Linked DNA regions of Sus scrofa: region 2 is linked to region 1. A link is a contact called in public HiChIP or PLAC-seq data. All regions are on one chromosome and are shown on one strand. The core of a region is the stretch at or near the end of the contact, and the rest is flanking DNA. Distances in the headings are between cores, read along the strand shown.

Region 1 (7,162 bases), core at 4,052-6,551:
TACTGGAAAAGCAGGTTGATTCCATATTGTAGAGGGCCTCCAGTGCCAGGGTAAAGCACTGCATTTAATTTAGGGAAATTTAGAGGAGTTTTTGAGCAGTCTGGTCATATAACTGAAGTTACCTACTTTCAGATAATGAATTTATCAGGAGGATGAATTGGAGTGGCAGTAGAGGAAAGGGACATTATGAGTGACCAAGCTAGTTTCAGTTTTCTACAGGAAAGGTAGTGAAGGATTGTACCTGGATGATACTATTAGAAATAGAAAGAACGAAAGGTATTCGCAGTATGATGTTTGATATATAGTGGATATTTTAATGGGTCTATCATACGAAGGATCAAAGAGAGACTTTTTTTTTTTAGTAATTTTTACCATGAAAGGAAAGAGATGGTAGTTATTAAAGATGAAATCTTTCTTGAACAGTAACTGCTTTTTATTTTGATTCATGGCCTAATTGTAGCTCACGCTGTAAGGGTAAGGCTTGCTCCTGTGTACCTGCAACAAAATGCAAAATGGTTATAATTCAGTAATCCTTCCCTCCCTGTGTTGCATCTTTATTTGTGACAGACAGTTGTGGTAGGTGTTTGCTGTGAAATATAACATGAAAAAATGTTGCAGCCTAATAAATCACATCCCACTTAACCCAAGAAAGAAAAGTAGAAAAACATATAGCATATTACAGTGTATAGTTCTTCACAACGTCATGATATAAAGGCAATAGATTTCAGTTAGGCTATTAAACAGTAGTTCCCACAGGAGGCTCACTGACACATGCTAGAATCCAACCAGTGAACTTGGCATCATGAGTTCAAGTCTGTAATCCACTAGTCTTCAGATTTTGATGAGACAGCACTTTAGGGTGTAGAAAAGAAAGAGAACTTCTTTATAGTTTCACATCCATGTATAATATAGATAATAATACAGAAAGTATATGTATATAATTACAAGCCAATGAGTATACAAATACTGGGTATATGCTCATGTTTTTCACTAATAAGGGTGTGCTACCAAAAGTTCAGAGACCATTTCTGTAATCAGTTTAGTGAACTGACCCAAGAGATGTAGAACATTTACTAAGACCAGGGAAGTCTCTATGTTCCTGTGATTGATCTTGGGTGGAGAACCACCAAGAGCCCTGTGACAGTCTCAGCATGGTATAATGCTAAGATCCTTGTTTTGGAAGTTGTTAGAAAACCTGGAATTGAGTCCTAAGTCTGCCAGTTACTAGCTTGTGATCTTTACTTGATCTCTTTAAACTTAAGACTCTAGTGTTTTCAAAGCATTTTACCTTTAAATGATCTGTCAGATTTCTAACAGTGAATGGAAGAATTACCATAGAGAATTCTGAAATCTTTTTGCTTGCTCTGGGGTGTACTCTACTCCCTGTTACCATCAGCCCTCTCTAATACTGATATGTAGTCGAAGATTTGTCATGAAGCATAAATATAAGATAAAAGGTGAAAAAGCACGTAACCCAGGCTTCATCTATGTTACGTGCTTAATAAAGACTTGCTGGATTTTAATCTAAATCTTTCTTACTTACACCCACATATACATTGTTCTTTGACAGTTTCCATGGTTTTTTTTTTTTTCAAGATTTTGATAATTTGCATTCTTTTGTTCCTGATGTTCCCAGGGACAGCTGTCACTCTCAAACTCTTGTACATTGATCTCATTTGGAGAGGAGAGATGCCCAGAAAGGAGTCAGCTAATGTTTGATTCTACCCTAATGCCTGCTGCACAGGATCAGTATTAAGGGATTGTTTTATTATTGTTGCCAAAGTTCCAAGAAAGTCCAGAATGATTATTAAGCTGCCTCACTAGTAGAACATTCTACAAACTACAGCTTCTGTCTTACAGAGTAAAATCATGGACCTGGATTTCTTTTTTTGTCCTCTTAGAAGAGCTTTTTTCCCTTTTACTGCTTATTTTCAAAAGCTACCACATTAGGATAGCCAGGAATATATTTTTGAGAAATCTTTGTAATTACCTATATCGCCAGCCTTCTTTGAGCGTGCAAGAGAATGTTATTTGAGTTCAAACATTTATATGGAATACAATGGTAATAAAAATAATGAATTACTTATGTTTGTGTAACACATTTAGATCCTACTAATAGTATATATACACTAGAAAAATATTATATGCAAAAAAAGATAGTCTTTCACAAGCTTATGTTTCTTGTTGAGTTTTGTTTTATTGTTGTAGTTTTGGGCTGATTTATAATATGTGTCTTGATTAAATAAGGTGTACTTGATCTGTTGACTCAGGGTAAATAAGTAATTGAAATTCTGTATATACTTACATATATTTTCAGCTTTTCTCATCAGACACTTCTCATATATAGTAAAGTACCCACCATCTTTAAGTATCCTTCTCTTAACCCCAAGACTTCCTACCGTTGCATCATACTGAACAGTTTTTTTTCTATCTAATCCTCCATCCAAGTGTTAAATCTTTTTTGATTTTGTGTTTTAGAGTTATCCCTTTCTCCCCTCTCAGATCTCAGGTAGTCCTTGAAACAGAAAGTAACTTTGATATTTCAAACACAATGAACTTCAGCCTGCCAGTTCAAATGGCCTTGCTGAGGGTAGAAAATACATGGTTACCCTGGAATATTTTTCAGCCCCTCTCCCCAATAACCAGGATTTTTTGAGACCAGCATTGGTTCTACCTGATACAACCACATGTAAGAGCACAAGAGATTACTCTGATCTGTTTTCAGACTTCTTTACACACTCTGCCCTCACCCAGCTAAACCACTTACTCTGATTATCTCCAGTAGGAAGAGTGAAGACGTGAAAATACTCAGTAGTAATGTTATGTAGAGGTTCAGCTGGCCAGTGTCCTTGACTGTTATTAATATTCTGTCTCTGACACTTAAAAAGTATATTTGCTTGGTATATGTTCTCTTTTTACTTGGCACGCCAGTAAAGTTGATTTGTGTGTATTAATTTGAGGATTTCTAATATGATAAACTAAATTTGTATTGCAAATTTATTATTGCCAGAGGAAGTAGCTCTAACTCTGTTTTATCCCCTTAAATTTGCATCAACAGGAAGAAGGCAGTATCAAAGAAATTGCAATCACACATCATGTAAAGGAAGGACATGAAAAGGCGGATCCTTCCCAATTTGAACTTTTAAAAGTATTAGGGCAGGGATCATTTGGAAAGGTAAGTAATGAATGTGTGCTTTTTTAAAAGTTGTTTTTTCTGTAATTCATATATATTTCATACAAATGGGGAACGGAAATATTTTTTGAAATACTACTGATCTCCCTACAAAGCAGCATTTTCTGTGTTTTTACATTTCTCACTGTCAGTAATTGTGAGAAAATGAATAAAGTTGTTCAAAAGTACATTGCAAACTTTTGTAAATTGGCAGTTTTCACCTCATGTTAGTTTTATCTTCAAGACTATATGATCTCCCTAATTGCACTTCCTGAATGATTAAAAATCACAAAATGTTTCCTTGATACACTGGCCTCTTTCTGAGTCTTTGTGTAGAATTAGAAGGTGATCTTGCAATGCCAGTGCATCTCAATCCTCCAGAGAATCCCTAATACCAGCAGAAAGTGAATGGGTACTCCTAAGGAACCAGGGTGGGGCACTCCCACTATAAGTATGAAATTTGGGGGACTTATAGCTTGGCTTCAAAGTGAATGCAGGGGTTGCATTCTATTCAGTAATATCTGTGTGTTTTTAATATCACAAAATATTTCCCAAATCCACCAACCAAAATTGCTGCAGAAGATATAACATCCTTGTCATTCTTCTGCTGCATACTTCAAGAGCACTTCCTGTACTCCATTTTGAGAAGTACAGCATTATAATCACTACTGCTTGATCTGTCTGGTCCTTTTCTCAGCAAGAGGAACATTCTGATGTTGCATTCAACTTTTGCATTGCTGTGCTTTCTCAGGAAACATTTGAAGATATCATGCTTTGCAAGCTTCAAAATAACACCATTTTATGTATTTTAATGAAACCATTTAGTAATCCTTGGCGAACATAGGTAATCTGTTACAGCTGTTAACATCTTCCAAACCCAATATGATGTTTTCAATCCAAAAGTAGCCAGCAGAAGATAATGGTTGCAAGTTTAAGCTCTAGGTCAGCCAGACATGGATTCTCTTTTTTTTTCTTCTACTTGCTCTGTGTGGTTGAGCAAGTTATTTAACTTTTTGGAGCCCCATTTCTAGGCAGTCATTAGGTATTGAAGTTCCTCAAGGTTCGTTCTAGGCTCTCTTCTCAGTCTTTATTCCCTACTAATTATTTTCTCTATGCCAACTGTCTTAATAAAACCCACATTCAGCTGACATAACAAATTTGTTTCTCCATTCTAGATTGTGCCTCCCAGTCTGAACTCTATGTACCACTACTTTTCTCTTTGCATGTCTCAAAGGCATTTTAAACTCAGCGTGTCTATGACCAAACTCATGCTTTCTCCTAACCCCCAAACCTCTCCTCTTTCGTTTTTCTCTGTCACTATGAATGGCATCCAATTAAGCAAGCCAGAAGCTTGGGGAGGCATTCTTGACACATAACTTCTGGTCCCCACCATCCCTCCCACCCCCACCCTGCCCCACTCAACTCCCACAAGTTCTGTTGATTTGTGGATGGATCAGAAATTTTCTGTAAAGATTTCTCAAGTCTTGCCTGTTTTCTTCTTCTCCCTGGTACTTAGCCAGTCTGTGCCACCATCATTTCTTCCTGGCTTATTGAAGGAGGCTCCTAACTTGGGCTTCCCAAATTTATTCTTGCCTCAAGCCATTGCCATATGACAACCAACAAGAGCTAGTTTTATACTCTACTCCCTTAACCTTTCAATAGCTTCCCTTTGCTTTTAGGAGAAAGACAAATTCTTAAGATGACTGAAGAGCCCCCCCAATCTGCCCACTAGCTACCTCAACAACATCAGTTTATATACTTTTCACTACCTCTATTCTGGCCACATTGGCCTTCCTTTTTAGACTGTAAGCAAAAGCCTTTTGCACATGTTTCTTCTTCCTGAAGTACCCTGCCCCACCCCTACCCCTTCCTCATCTGGTTACCTCTGCTCATGCTTATGATCTCAAAGAAGTCTTCCCAGCCATCCTGACTAGGTCACATTCATATACCTTCTCAGAATGGTATATACCTCATCTATACAGCACTCACCACAGTTGGAGGGTTTTGTTTGTATAATTATTTGTTTATTGGCTATCTCCCCTACTAGACTATATGTTCCATGAGTGCAGGGCCCATGCATGCCTTGTACCATGTCTCAGCATTAAACCAGTAGCACAGTACCTAGTATATAATTCTGAAAAGAATTAATGAGTTAATAATAGTCCTGCCCTCATAGGGTAGTAGTGAGAATTAAATAATATAAGACCAAGCATGTAATATCTGCTGTAAGATTGTATTATCATGCAATTTATTATGGTTAAACCCAAATAGATGGATTTATTTCCAGGGAACATAATATTGAAGTTTCCAGGAGTTAGCATACTTCTCCTTTTATTTCTTTAAAAGTAATTTAGATACCTTACTATAAAGAGCAGACATTAAAAGTAGGGCGTCTCCTTTCTTACTCATCCTCAAAAGCCAGTCTAAGCCAAGGAAACAGGGATGACCTGTCAGAGCCTAAGAATAGCTTCATGGAGGAGTTCGAAAGGTCAGAAATGCTAGTGGGGGAAGATCCAATGGCATCTGGGACTGCTCCTGCTGTGCTTGACTGGTGACAGCCCGAGGGAACAGATTGAGTGCGCTGAGCAGGAGCACAGAACTGAATGGCTGGCCTGGTTCTTGTCCCAGTACCTCCACTGTGTCACTAGGTGAATTATTTAACCTCTCGAAGCCCTAGCTTGGGCAGCTATAAAATAGGCATTGCTTAGTAGGCCTGCCTCCCAAAATTATCATGATGATGTATAGCAAATGCTTGTGAAGGTCCTTTGCAAAAACTAATAGGAAATGCTGAAAAGTATAAAGAAGGTGCTTTCGAATAAGGGGGAAGAAAGTTTGGAACCCATGAGGAGAATTTTTCTTATAGAATGGCACAAAGAGGCTTGATTAGGAAATCTTAAGAAAGAATAATAAGCATCAGATGACTCCTAATTATCTCCACCTAACAAATTAGAATTTATTTCAGCTCAAAAACATTCAGGGAGTTCCTGTAGTTGCTCAGCACAAACAAACCCGACTGCTATCCATGAGGATATGGGTTCGATCCCTGTCCTCACTCAGTGGGTTAAGGACCTGGCACTGCCGTGGGCTGTGGTGTAGGTCACAGACGTGGCTCAGATCCTGAGTTGCTGTGGCTGTGGTATAGGCCGACAGCTTCAGCTCCGATTTGACCCCTAGCCTGGGAACTTCCATATACCATGGGTGTGACCCTAAAAAGCAAAAAAAAAAAAAAAAAAAAAAAATTTCATAATCTCTGATTGCCTTTAGCATTTGAACATCATTCCATCTTAGGAAACACCCCGATTGAGAATACTTATCTCTGCCTAGGTTGGCTCAGTGCTAATTGACTGAAAGAAACTAAAGGGTGGGTCACAGTGAAAGGGGGACAGGGCAGTGATTTGGGGAGAGAAACACACCCTGCATCAGGGTTTCTGTACACATTGTGGCACTTTTCACTTGATTTGAGGTCATTGCCCATTGTCTTTGGCACAATTTCTCAAAGTAAGGAACTCTGCCTTGCCCTTGAATAAGTCGAATGAATCATTTTTTGATTTTGTGCCAGTAACCTATTGTTCTAATGCAGATAATTGAGAGATGACCCTAAAGTTGTTGATTGTAACCGCATCTCTTCTTACTATCTGTGGCAGCTCAATAGCACTGCTAGAAAAGAATGGGTAGGAGGAAAATAGTTGGAATTAAGGTCCACTAAGTAAGACCTTTTAAAGGTTTGATGGAAGAGATCATAAAACTAATGGTCAAAATGAGTAGAGGGGATTTATCGATAGTTTTACATGAGTCATATTATAGCATGACTGAATTATTTAGAGCAGGCTCTTTATTTTGCATAAATCCCACACTATATTTTAAAAACAACTTAAAGTATTTGGAAAATCAAGATGCTCAATAACATAGCTGGGAATTGTGTTCTTCATATTTAAGTGTACCTGTATATTTGATTTTTAAAAGGTAAGAAAGCAGGATTCTGATTTAATA
Region 2 (7,846 bases), core at 2,014-4,513, 160 kb before region 1:
CTGTGTTCTCCAGTGCCGAGAACGGGTTGGGGGAGGCATGACAGAAACCAGAGAGGTTGGTTGGAAGGGACCACGGCATCCAGGCAAGAGATAATAACGTCATGAACTACGTCATCAAGAGCTTCTCATATTTTCTTCTCTTTAAGGACATTGTTTTGCTGTTGTTTTAGCCTCTAGGACTTTAATGTAGCAAAATTTATTTGGGGACATGATATAAGGATCTAATTTTAAATTTTTTTCCATATGGAGAGCCAATTGTCCCAGCACCCACCGTTTATTGAGCACAGTTCATCTTTTCCCAAATGATTTGTGAAAAAAGCCGTGTTACATACCCATGGCTCTTTGGGGGCAGGGTCTCTATTCTGTTTCATGGATTTAGTTTGTCTATTTCTGTGCCAATACCCTTCTTTCAGAGTGTTGTAATTTGGGATTATATCTTAATATCTAGAAGGACTGGCTTTCCCCTTCCCCCCACTTCCATCTTTTGTTCTTTTTCAAAATTGTTTAAGATCTTTGTTCGCTTTCATTGTTTCATATGAAACGTAGACTCTGTTGTTGTTGAGTTCCCCCCAAAAAAATCCTGTACAGATTTTTGTTTTCATTATCCTAAATTTATAGCTTAACCTGGGGAGAATTTATAAAGTATTAAGTCTTCCTACATATAAATGCAGCAAGCTTTCCATGTATTCAGATCCTTCAAAAAAGTTAAAAATTTTTCTCTATAAAATCCTCCCAGGAATTTTATAATTTATACTGCTATTATGAACCTCTGTTTTCCTATTGAGTTTTCTATTGGTTACTACTAGTGACAAAGGACTATATTTTTAGTGTCAAGGATATTCTTCTCAAGCATAAAAAGGCAAACAAACAGGGGAAAAGTGGACAAAGGACACAAACAGAAAATTTTCAGGAGAAACACAACCGATCAACGTATTGAAGTTTTTCAGCCTAAGTAGCAATCAAAAAAGTGCAAATTCAAATAACCCTGAGATAATCATCTTACACCTGCCAGAGCGGGAAGGTTAGTTTTCAAATTCTCGTGCTTCCTCTGTTGTAAGGAGAACACTAACAGGAATACTCTTACTCTGCTGGTGAGAGTGTGATTATGGAAAAAAGAATATAGCACAATGTTTTAAGAACTTTAACAACTGTATATTCCTAATCCTGGGGATTCTGACCTGAAGATAAGGTCAAAGATTGTTAGGGGAAAAATGCTCATCAAAGAGCCATTTCTGATAACAAAAACTTGAAAGAATCTAGGTCTCTGACACCAGGGGAACTGTTAAATAAAGTATGTTGCAGCTTCATGATTAAATGATGCAGCCATAATCATAACCATGTTTGAAGAATCTTTAATGGCCAAGAAAAATGCTCGCGATCAAATATTAAATGAAAAAGGAAGATATGAAACTGGAATCTCATTATTAGTATATATAGCAAATAAGAAAATACATCAGAATATTTACATCTGAGTAGTCAGTCACCAGTGTTTTTTATCTTTTGTTACAGCTATTTGTAATCCTAAATTTTCTACAATGTGTCTGTGCTATTTATTTAGAACTAGGACATGATAAGTTTAAATAAACAATACATTCTCAAAACTGCTGCAAGAAACTAGTGTGAAAGGTGGTGTGAAAGGACCCACCGTGAATTCTCAGTTCACGTCTAAATGTTTGGTTTATTGTAGGTAATAACAGATGGACACTGTCCATGGACAGACTAGTCTCTGCTTGACAGTGTAAAATGTTGGTTGTAACAGTTTAGCTCCTAGTAAGAGAGGGCGCACATCATAGTCTTGAGATCCCTAATTAAAGCAAATGCAGCCCTGAGTTCTGAGAGCTCCATGGTGTCAGGAACTGGAGCTTCATCAACATACCTTAAAATGCATAGGATTTCTTTAAACTGGGAACGCTTTATAGTTCTAAAGTATGTATATTGTTCACTCATCCACTCAATAAATATTTTTCTGCATATTTGGTTCTAGGCTTTATTAGCATAATGTCGGCATTTTAAGAGAGATGAGTTTGTCGTGATTTTAGCAAAAAAGAACACGTTTTTCCTAAGGTTTATGTTGTGACTTGGTCCACACGGTGTTCAAGCCCAGCATGTCCGCGAATATAATCCCACCCACAACCTTTCTGGGGAATGTAATTCACTCCTCCTCGCCCTTGCAGCCGGGAAAGATTTCAGAGTATCCTTTTACACTTATGTGGAACTGCCTACCGAGATATTTTTATCGTATCCTCAAAACCACTCATCTCCTTTTCATTTGCCTTTTATACTTGTAATAGCTTCGACTCTTTCCTCTTTCTGAAAACAAGGAAGTTCCCTTGATATTTGTGTATTTATTTTGCTAGGAAACAAATTGGAATTAAGCCCACGTTTCTATTCAGTGTCAATAGACCTCAGAGAGAGACCAGTTTCCCCCTCGGTTCAGGCCTCTTGGTCAAATTTACTCAGCTTCTCGATCAGCGATCCATCCCCGTCACCAGCACTGGGCTTCTCCGGAGAATAAATAACCTCGGCCGGGAGCTGCGTGACTAATCGTGTTTGCCCAGCCCTCACCATTCCCTCATTAAACAGCTTTTAAAATTCAACTTCCTCTGTCTACCCGTGAGTAACCAAAATACAAGGGGAGTCTCCATCCCAAACTCCAGCCTGAAACAGCGGCTTCCCCTTGGCCCCTTCCCCGGTCCGGTCCACACGGGCACACAGGCAGGATGATGTGCAACCTGGTGCAGGCAGCATTTGCCCAACTGGACAGACCCCCTTGGGTCTGTCCCCATAAGGAGTATCTACAGTCAAATGCAAGCCCTCAACCAGCCAGTATGGAGCAAAGTGAAGGAGTTTTATGCTTGCAAAAATGATGAGATGAGGCACCTAGAGACAGAAAACAGAATGCTGGTTGCCAGGGGCCGGGGGCAAAGGGGACCCGGGAGTTCCGGTGCAAGGGGGACAGAGTTTCAGCTTGGGAAGATGAAAACGTTCTGGAGATGGATGCTAGTGGCGGCTGCATAGCCATGCGAGTGTACTTTATGCCACAAAACTGTGCACTTAAAAGTGGTTAAAATGGTAAATATTTGTGAGGTAGATTGGACAACATTTTTTTTTTTGATCAACCAAGTCGATAGGAGGTAAAAAAAAAAAAAAAAAAAAAAAAAGGAAAAAACAGCCTCATTTCACTCCTGTAATCCAAACCCTCTTATCTAGATGCTGCCTCTTCACATTCCAGATGGGTGAGCTCTTAGATTTTCAGAGTTCCACACCAGGTCACCTGGTGAAAGGGAGCTGTGAGGAAAGGGAGAGAAGGAAGAGTTCGATGCCCACGCCACCCGTGAGACCCTGAAAGGCCACTGCACAGAAAGTGCACTTGGGCTCCAAAATTCCCGCAGGCTCACTTTCCCACCCTAGGCTTCCCGAGTCCTTCTTAGGCAGCTGGCCTTGGTCCTTTCCTTCACCTTGTTTCAGGGTGAGCACCTCCCGCCCCACCTTCAACAGAGTTGATTCTCTTTGCCCACCAGCTTCACAGACACCGCCACCCTGAGTGAAGCTCATAGTTTTCCCCCTCGGCCCGTCCAGCCCCTTGGGGTCCCGTCCCTAGTGTGCCCTCCCTGAGCCCAAATAGCAGGGAAGCGGATGGGACAGGAAAATAGCACTGGGCATTCAAGTCTGCGTTTTTCTGAGCCTTCGCCCCAATTCCTAAGTAAAATTCCTAAAGTAAAAAATGGAATTTTTGCTGGAAGAATTTTTAAGTCAAGCAAATCTGCCACATTCCTTAAACGACAGCTGCGGTAAGTACAGCTACTGTGTTGTTATGCAACATTCAGCCAATATTGGCAAAACCGAGCACATGGATAAAACATGAAATGCTTTCCCTGTTTTCCATGTTTTGCCACAAAATTCTGTTCAGAAAAGTCTGTGACTCTTCACTGTCTGTCATTTCTGTGGGCTCCTCCGGAAATTTAGAAAGTGCCCTTCCAGTTAAAGCTCCTGCCCAGGGTAATGGAAGTAACCTCTCTGGCCTTAGGTAACACATTCCTTTCTTACCTGAATTAATGTGTACCTACATATGCTAAAGCAGCAACAATTCCTATTTTTATTTTGCACTTTCATGGGGTGATATACAGGACTGAGGATTTTTGAATCCTAATTGCTGAGACAGCGAAGACCCACTAGTCTGTTATAAAGACCAAATTCTTCCCTTCCGTCAACATTTGACAGCTTCCCTGCTCTGTGGAAACAGTATTGATAACACTTCTCAGTATTTGCCATCTGTGTAGGTGTAACATTGGTGGAAATTAAGAGTAAGGTGTTAAAGGGAACTAAAAAAACAAATTTTGAACCCGAAATGGCAGTTTATGCCATTGAAATCTGATATGTCAAAAAAGAGAGAAAGCGCTCCGAAATCTATTCGTACTATCGCAAGCATAGCTCTTACTTAGGCTTTCCTCGGCAGTTAGTAAAACAAACTGTTTTGTTTCTAAGAAATCGATTTGGAAAATATTTAGCACACCTCCTTCCTTCTGGTGAAAGAAAAACTAGTAATGAGAGTTGAAAAGATTTGTCAGATTAAAAACAAAATATCTACAATGCCAAGCCAAAATATTTTCCAAAGCCAGGTTCTAAAAAGTGAACTGCATCTTTCAAAATCCCCAAGGATGATTCCAGATTGAATTTCATAAAAATGAGTACCATTTTGGCAAAAAAATGTTTATTCAACAAAAAGATTGCCAAACCCTAACCAGTAGCCATTGACTGTAACAAAATTTCAGCACAGTAATATTTTTTAAAATTTTATTAGAATATAGTCGACTTACAAAGTTGTGTTAATTTCAGGTGTCCATCAGAGTAAATCAGTTATGCATTTATCCATTCTTTTTCACAGTCTTTTTCCATATAGGCTATTGCACAGTATTGAGTAAATTTCCTTGTGCTATCCAACGGGTCCTTGTTACTCATCTATATTATGTATAGTAGTTCAGCACAGTGATATTACGGTTTAAATGGTCCTTATGAATTCCAGCACACTGTGTGATTAAATATCAAACAATATAGGAACAGCTTGCTTTATTTAATATACTAGATGTGTTCTTGTAAAGATTAAGGTAGCTCAAATTTTTGCAAGATTAAGTCATATTTTAAAGACCACAGTTCTCCATCTAAAGGAGAACTCTGGTCAACCTTTTATCAAATGAAGCAATTTTAAAAGAAAGTCGTCATCTCCTAATTTATGTGCCTTTTCAATGTATCAGTTCAGATTCTGGTTTTTGTAAAGGGGAGATTCCCACCTAACACAACCCTCAACATTTATTTAAGATAGCCCATCTGAGAAAGAGTTATTATCCTCTTCAATACCTCACTACTACAAAATCTTGAAAATTCACACTTATATAGGCAACATTATGTGGTCCAATAATTTTCAAATGTCAGATTGAAGGAAAAAGTTGAAAATAACCTAAAGGGCCATGGATAGGGGTGCTGGTTACGGAAACTGTGGTATAGCCCTACAGGAGAATCCTATGTGTCTATAAAAATGGCATGAGTATGCTTTCTATGTATATGTATTGGAAATGCTCCAAAGTATAGTGTAAAGTTGGAAAAAGCAAATACAGAACACTGAGTATTGTTTGTGTAAAGGGGATGCAGGAGAGAATAGAAATTTGTATTTGCTTGTATATGCAGCATTTTTTTTTAATCCCTGGAATAATTCAGAAGCAAATAATAACTGTGGTGACCTATGAAAGGAGGTGAATGTGCAGACAGGGAGTGGGCTAGGGGAGAGACCTTTCACCACATATCATTTTCTACTGTGTGGGTTTTGAAGCATGTAAATGTATTTCTGTTGGAAAACACATTTGTTTTGACTCAAGGTCAGACTGAATGATGTCTAAGTCATGTATTCTCTACATATTCATTTCCATCATGGGAGCCTTTTTCGCCTTCCCATCTGCTTTGCCTAGAAGCAGAACCTGAGAGAGGGATTCAGATGCTCATGATGGGGTGAAGGACTGCTTGCTGGAAAAGCCCGTTATGGAGGGGAGGAGGCAGAACAGGATGGGGAATGAGCCAAGCAAGGATGTGGTCTCTGGTAAAGCCCAGAGCATAAATCCACCACAAATTGTCCCTCTTCAAGACTAAAGGGCCAGCTTGTCATACCCCAGTCTCAGACTGGGCCTTGGGGGCCAGGGGCAGGGGGCTGTAACCTCTCGGGCTCTGTGGCTTCTATTTGGCCAAAGGCAAGTCTCCAGAGATGGGGCTGGCTGAGAGCAGTCAGCAACCAGTATTTCTGGCACTTGGCAGCTGTGTGCACAGCATGGGAAGGGGGTGTGGGTGGGGCCCCAGCAGCATCAGCTACACTGAGGATTCTCCACCTTTAGTGTCCATCAGAATCCCATGGTGAGGAGTTCCCGTCGTGGCGCAGTGGTTAACGAATCCGACTAGGAACCATGAGGTTGCGGGTTCGGTCCCTGCCCTTGCTCAGTGGGTTAACGATCCGGCGTTGCCGTGAGCTGTGGTGTAGGTTGCAGACGCGGCTCGGATCCAGCGTTGCTGTGGCTCTGGCGTAGGCGGGTGGCTACAGCTCCGATTCGACCCCTAGCCTGGGAACCTCCATATGCCGCGGGAGCGGCCCAAGAAATGGCAACAACAACAACAACAATAACAACAACAACAAAAAAGACAAAAAAAAAAAAAAAAAAGAATCCCATGGTGGAGAGCTTTTTAGAACAGGTGATTGGGCCCCAGCACCAGAGTTTCTGCTTCAGTAAGCCGGGGGTGGGAGCAATGGAGGGAGAGGGACTCGGCAAGTTCTAGAAAGTTCCAAGGTGATACTTTGCCACTGGTCCAGAAACCACTCCTTGAAAACCACTGCCCTACATCATCTTCACTTCTTCCCCCTCCGTTTCCTCTACAGCTGATTCAGGACGTTCTTAGCTTCCTCTCCCTGCCCATTGCTGACATTTCATTGTAGGCCCCTATTTTATTAAGGCCTAGGTTAAGGGTAATTATTACATTTTTAAAAATAGTGGAACCTATTGTGAGTTACCTTTATTGGCTACACTCATTAAAACCATAGGGTAGTTATCTCACTTTGATTGTCTATAAGTGACACAGGGAGGGCTTGACATGGGTTCAAACAGTGGAAGACCTGCTGCAGTTCCTTGCCAGCCAGCCATGTTGCTAACTCTATTCTTTTCTGGAAGAGCACATACAGATCATCCAGTTCAATAATTTTCATGAGGTGGTGACACTGTGGGGCAAGGGAACAGTTCTAAGAACTGAGTGGGTGTAGGCTACTGATCTGCTCCAAGCCTTGCATTTTATAGATGAGGAACCTGAGGCCCCACTCAGAGGCATATACCTTCGAGTGATGCATAGCCCTTTGTTCTGGGAGTATCTCAATCTGGGATCTGGGATGAGGACCCCAGGTTTGGACTTTTCCCAGCCCAAGAACTTCAGTAGCAGTTAGTTCAACTGCAGCTCCATCCCTGTTTCCAGGCTCCTTTCCCTTAAGAAACAATGACACTAACACTGAGACCCTAGTGTGTTTGAGACAATGTACCAGGGCTATCGTGTATATTACCTCTCTATCTCCCTTACATATCTCACCAAGACCAATAACAGGACTAGGGTGAGGGAAGAGGAGTGCCTCATCCCAAACCTGCCCAGGACCACCACCTCCAGGGTGGAAACAGCCACCCTCTGGGGATACGTGACCCTGGCAACCCTAAGAGACAAGTCATCCTCAAGCGACATTGTGCGTGTGACTGTGGCAAAACTGTGCACCATAAGAAGTGGTGGTGTTGTGCAATACTCATCGATAAGAAATTACCCTTAGGTTCTAAGA

The links. HiChIP or PLAC-seq counts read pairs in DNA pulled down with a chosen protein or histone mark.
Region 2: a contact with region 1 is called in an H3K27ac HiChIP or PLAC-seq map of skeletal muscle. The contact joins two enhancer-like sites. A contact is called at or near these places in 1 of 47 Hi-C or Micro-C datasets (skeletal muscle) and 2 of 2 datasets of contacts at active chromatin or transcription factors (alveolar macrophages and skeletal muscle).

Annotation. Positions count from the first base shown.
Region 1 is chrX:16,509,135-16,516,296 of Sscrofa11.1, reverse strand. RPS6KA3 (ribosomal protein S6 kinase alpha-3) reads left to right here. Exons shown (of 24, transcript XM_021080348.1): 5 at 3,059-3,175. Among named protein-coding and RNA genes, the nearest start is that of EIF1AX, 63 kb to the right of the region's middle. Within about 2 kb of position 5,301, at least 1 of the 83 cell types and tissues checked has an H3K27ac peak or open chromatin away from gene starts, as enhancers often do. A contact at or near this core is called in skeletal muscle, where this site is marked.
Region 2 is chrX:16,662,703-16,670,548 of Sscrofa11.1, reverse strand. No RefSeq gene overlaps it. Among named protein-coding and RNA genes, the nearest start is that of RPS6KA3, 90 kb to the right of the region's middle. Within about 2 kb of position 3,263, at least 5 of the 83 cell types and tissues checked have an H3K27ac peak or open chromatin away from gene starts, as enhancers often do. A contact at or near this core is called in skeletal muscle, where this site is marked.